Linked DNA regions of Pan troglodytes: region 1 is linked to region 2. A link is a contact called in public Hi-C data. All regions are on one chromosome and are shown on one strand. Each heading gives the region's core, a stretch centred on a gene start, on an enhancer-like site or on the middle of the called end of the contact. The rest is flanking DNA. Distances are from core to core; before and after follow the strand shown.

Region 1 (2,700 bases), core at 20-2,519, 390 kb after region 2:
CAGAGTCTGTCCTGTGACTTCTGCCCTCTTATCACTGTACATTCTTGGAGACAGTTTTATAGCTTTTAGGCTACCCATTTCTAAAGTCTGTATATGTATGGTATACAAATATACCCTCACTGCGTAGCACTGTAATTATGGGAAATCTGCTGGTGGATGGGGAAGAAATACTGTTTAGTGATGCTAGTATAGAACTACAGTTAACATTTTGGGAGTTTTGTCTCCTATTTTCATCTTAAAGATGGCCAAAGTTGTTTGGTTTAGCATTTCAAAAGCTAAATAAATAATGCATTTGCTTCAGTGGAAAAAAACCCAGGCAAATTTTCCAAAGGCTTATCTATTCTCTAGATGTTTATGGACATATTACTCCAGTTTTTAATGCCACATACTCAAACTAGCAATACTCAAACTAGGAAGGCCAAGTTCTGCCCACAGGGTAGCTGAAGTGTACATTTCAACTCAGACTTCATTTGTCACCAGATCCTGATAGCCATCGTGATACTTTCAAGTGCCCAGGATTTTCTGTTTTTTCACTTAGAAACGTGATGACTTGACCGGGACAGGTATATTGTAGGTAACTGGGGTAGGGTGGGCACACGAACCAGTGGACAGGAAGCAGGACACAGAGAAGACGCTTCCTGCCCTGGTCTGGAACTCCTCAACTGCCAATCTTTGCTGAGGATCAAGACACATTTGTTTCTGGAAGGTGCTGGGGAATTAGAAGGGGTGAGTGGGAAACTACCAGGCAGATGAAATGACTTTGTTTCTTTCTCCCGCCTTGAGCTTCTAGGTTTTCTCCCTTAAAACATTTTATGAAGTTGTGACTATTCAGTTTCAAGGGAAAATCCAATCAAAAGATTCCTCAATCTAAACATATACACCTGGCATTTGGTGAGCCATGTCTGCTTTTCTCCTCTCCTTGAGAGTGACCGTAACTCCCTATGGCCGTTTTGCTTTTCTCAAATGCTCAGGTGGATGCTGCAGCCCCGCTCCCCAAGCCTACTCTTAGCTTGTCTGAGACCTCTGCAGTGAGAGGTGAGTGCCTCAGCCCCAGGGGTCCCCTTCTCCTGGGGGCCTCGGCTCCAGGATCCGGACTTTCAGCTTCATACCCAGCAGGTAGCTAGGCTGCCTGCTGCGCCTCGTGTCTCAGGAGGGAAGTGTTCTGTGTTGTGTTTGATGTGGGTGTCGCAGTCACTAAGGAGACAGGTAAATCTCCCAGTGCTGAAATCAGGTTGGTGAGGAAGACCTGCTCCTGAGGCAACCGGCCTGCCTCCTGGCTTCTTTCTGCAAGGTAATGAAAAAGCCAAGCTGGGAAGGCAGGCTGGTGACAAGTATGGTCCCTGCGCATTCCTCGGGCTGACGGTAGGAAAAATACCAATGAGCCCAGCAGGGAGGAAGTATGTATCTCCCACTGGAGTTCACTGGATTTGTCATTTTTGGTTTAATGCACCTAGGTAGCAAGCCGACTCACTAGGTTTGACTGCAATTACCTTATCTTTCCTATTTTTAGTGACAGGACCAGATTATTTTAAGTGCACTTTATAGAAAACCCTTCTTTACTGAAGTATAAAGACTGTAATAAAGACAATACAATGTTTTGAAACTGTTTTAAATCCTTCACTCAGCGTTGCTTCTACAGATTTAACATGTAGGGGTTCTAATCTTACCGCTACTAATTAGAGCTTTAGTGTAATTGTGCCAACAGGGTGCTTGGCATAATAATTACTATTGAGAGATTCTGGTGGCGCAGTAACATGCCTACATAATGCAGATATGTCTAGGATTACAGTGCAGTCACCTTTGTATGTTGACTCAAGTTGGATTTTAACCAAGTAAGGGGTTATTTTGCCTTTATAATAAAGCTTAAAAGGCATATACATATGTATGATTTAGGTATCCATTTTTCCTCTTTGAGTCTTTTGAATATTAATTAGCAGGAACCCCAGAAGGCAACAGGGACACATTTTGTTTCAAATATCTCACAATTTGGGGCAATTCACTCTGTAAGTGGGATCGTCCAGGCCTGTGTGGCAAAGAGTCTATTTTGATGCAACGGTGCACTGCTCCTAGATCACTCCCAGGGTGAGGGTGGAATCCTGCCTTGTGACAAGCAGGGTAAAGAAATGGGGACTCTGGGGCCAGCCAGGAGCTGGATTTGTTTAGGATGTGTTTCTTGTTTCCAAGAGGAATCTATAAAAACAGTTTCTCAGTAATTCTCTAGCACTTACATCTTAGAAAATGTCAGGCTAGTTTGGGGAAATCTAAATCTACCCCACACTAGGTAGTTTCAATGATCATTATCCCTATTCTCTGTTGTTTGCTATAAAGCGGAGATCTAAAAAGACTTGTCCAGGTAGTACACGTGGGAGGTATGTGGAGTGTGGATGTGTGTTTGCCTATGAGGGACACGTGATCATATATACTAGTCCTTCTTCGCCAGGGACAGACCTCAAAATTGGGCAGGTGGCCTTGATGCTTCCTCCAGATTTATCAGGCCACTAGCAAGGGCCACGTTGGTTGGTTTCACTTTGAGTCACGTCAGCTCTAGGGAGGCTCCTTGCCCCATGTGGGGGCTTCCTGCCGCTGATATGCTGGGCACAGAAGTGAGCAGATACTCCATGGACTGGTACCGATACATTGTAATGCACACACATAGGCCTGCTGTTTTGTGTGTATGTGTATTTTGTGTGTGTGTGGTTT
Region 2 (2,700 bases), core at 151-2,650:
GCCAGCAGGAAACCTTTGCTCATGGTCTGACCTCTCCAACTGTCAGACCCCGTCTCTCCTCTCAGACCTTCTGACCTTCAGACCTGTTGACTCATGCCACTTCCCTCTACTCAGAGGGGCAAATAGTTTTATTTTATAAAGTAGCTTTAAATGATTGGTAATGTCTACCAGGAATACTGTGTTGAGAAGGATTATGAAGCTTAGACTGGACTAGGGGGTGATGGAGAAGAGCAGCTTGATTGATTGGTGATGATTGATTAGTGAGGATTGATTAGTGATGGCTGATTAAGGATGATTGATTAGTGATGGCTGCCATAGTCATAGAGGAGAAAAGCAAGCAACTGTGCTGAGCCTACAGAAGTCACAATGTCTGAGCCTGCTGGACTGCCCACACTTCCCCTTTCTCCCTCCAAATGCTACCATCCTCCCAAATCCATAGGGGAAAAGGCCACCCTTAAGAATTTGCACCTAGAATACTGAAATGATTAATGATGTGTTCACAAATTGTTTGCATAAGGAATACTTTCTTCTTGTCATCCTGAGAAAACATGATATTGGTCTTCTAACAAAACTTGGAAAGTTAACTTGAGAGAAACCTTTTAGTTGCTCTACAACAGCCTCCTCATCAAGTAAATGTATTTCAGCATCAGGGATTTAAAAAAAAAGTCTACTTTTGCAGGTCATCTTTTGGGATTCGTTAGGATTTGTTAGGTCACCTTTTGGAATTTGAGCATTTGTTAGAAAACAAATTCTCACCGCGAATCCTTGTGTCCTGCCCCTCCTATATACTTTAAGATATAAAAGAAGCATCAGAAATGGCCCTTCTTATAAAGAACCTGCTAAGATGTGAAAGGGCCAAGAAAGAGGATGAAGGAGAATGGTGAAAATGGCCATAGGGTGAATATTTCTGACAATAGCACTGTGAATAATAATAATTATAACAGCACTAGCACACAGTTTGAAGGCTGTCTATGTTCCAAGCATTGCCCTTTATAGACATTTAATCCTATGGCAATCATATGAAATAGATAGTCTTACTGTAATGGTATCTTTCTTTACAGATGAGGAAATAGAGGCACCAGGAAGTCAAGATAAGGGCAGAGTTAAGACCAAGATGATTGTCCACATTGCTGGAACTTTTTTTGCATTTGGCTCCTGCGAAAATAGACTCCAAAAATTTACTTGGGTCTTTATTTAGCAAGAAATAGTATTGGTATTTAGATAGAATATTTAGATTTCCAAGAAAAAAACCAGAGTCAGAATAATCTTTTCCCTTGTAAATAAAAGAGAGAGAGAGAGAAGGAGTGAAGGGGTAACATTCCTCGGTGTGAAAAGTATAAGTGTCCCAGTGCTGGGCTGGCCTCCTGCTGCTGGGATGTCCCCCACCCCTGCGTTCTCCTCTCGGCCCAGCAGCCCAGCTGACATGTGATGGAGGCTCACAAAGGGAAGAATTCCACAGGCTGGGCTCTGAGCTTGTCCATAATTTGTTACATTGTTCCCCCACTTTTCTGCACGTATGAGATATGCAAGACCCCCGACAGCTCTGAGACCACTGCGGTGGCTGGGCACAATGGGGGGGCTCTGAAGCTGAATTGTGGCCATAACCTGGAGTTCCTTTGCCTTTGTGACTGCCAATAGGATGCTTTAAGTCATTGGGGTGGGCCTTTGTGAGTGCGATTACAAACCAGGAGAGGAAGGGTGAGGAAGCAGGGCTATCTGTGCACGCACATGCAACAGTTACTAAGCTCGTGTTTCTGGGGCAGGCGGAATAGGAGCTGGGTGTTTATAACATGGTCATTCTCCTTTACAGAATCCTCTGTGAGCCGAGCTGCTAACCACTATGACAGGACTTTGTTTTGGTAGCGTGTTAAGTTAGCTTGGCTGTTTCCACCTGCTGCTCAGACCCACTGGTGACATCATGCTCGCAGGCTCACTGGCAGGCTGGAGGATTCTAGTTTCATGTCCAAAGAACAAGCAAAAATGGAGCCGATCCATGTGGGAATGGTGCCCACATCTGAGGCCTCAGTCACATGTGTCCTGAGAGCTCTGGTCAGTGTTCCCGCAGTCCATGTCCCAGATGGCCCTCTTTTGAGACTGACCCATGCTCTGGAGCCAGAGCTCTGGTTCCCTGGCAACCGTCCCTCCCTGCCTCTCCTCACCTCCCACCCTGTCCTTCTGTAGACACCTGCAGCTGGGCTGCAGCAGGCATGTAGCCATTTGGAGACTCAGTTTCCTTATCTTTAAAATGGGGGGAGCCTACAGCTCCCTAAAATTTAGGAGGAGAGGGCTAGGCCCAATGATTTCACACACTTGCTTTGTATCTCTCTGCTGCTTCCCTGTCCATTTAAAAAATTATAAAGCAGGTATTACATATTGTATACATGCAGTACCTCTGTAGGTGCTGAAGCATAATAAAAGGAAAAAAATCATGCACTTGCCACTCAAATTAAGAAATAGAACATCGCCAGTATGGTAGTGTTTTCTGTATGTTTCTCTTCTATCTCATTCCACTCTCATAAAAGTAATCAAAATATGGGTCAGGTTCAGTGGCTCATGCCTGTAATCCCAGCACTTTGGGAGGCCAAGGCAGGTGAATCACTTGAGTCCAGGAGTTCAAGACCAGCCTGGCCAACATGGTGAAACCCTGTCTCTACTAAAAATACAAAAATCAGCCAGGTGTGGTGGCACACGCCTGTAGTC

Evidence for each region. Hi-C and Micro-C count contacts between places; a contact is called where the count stands out from the background.
Region 1: a contact with region 2 is called in a Hi-C map of induced pluripotent stem cells, with 2.1 times the contacts expected there. The contact joins two enhancer-like sites. A contact is called at or near these places in 2 of 7 Hi-C or Micro-C datasets (both in induced pluripotent stem cells).

The regions. Positions count from the first base shown.
Region 1 is chr18:49,720,517-49,723,216 of NHGRI_mPanTro3-v2.0_pri, forward strand. All of the region lies in intron 1 of LOC129137496 (a long non-coding RNA gene), which reads right to left. Among named protein-coding and RNA genes, the nearest start is that of LINC02911, 280 kb to the right of the region's middle. Within about 2 kb of position 1,270, at least 1 of the 24 cell types and tissues checked has an H3K27ac peak or open chromatin away from gene starts, as enhancers often do. A contact at or near this core is called in induced pluripotent stem cells, where this site is marked.
Region 2 is chr18:49,326,036-49,328,735 of NHGRI_mPanTro3-v2.0_pri, forward strand. No RefSeq gene overlaps it. Among named protein-coding and RNA genes, the nearest start is that of SALL1, 210 kb to the left of the region's middle. Within about 2 kb of position 1,401, at least 13 of the 24 cell types and tissues checked have an H3K27ac peak or open chromatin away from gene starts, as enhancers often do. A contact at or near this core is called in induced pluripotent stem cells, where this site is marked.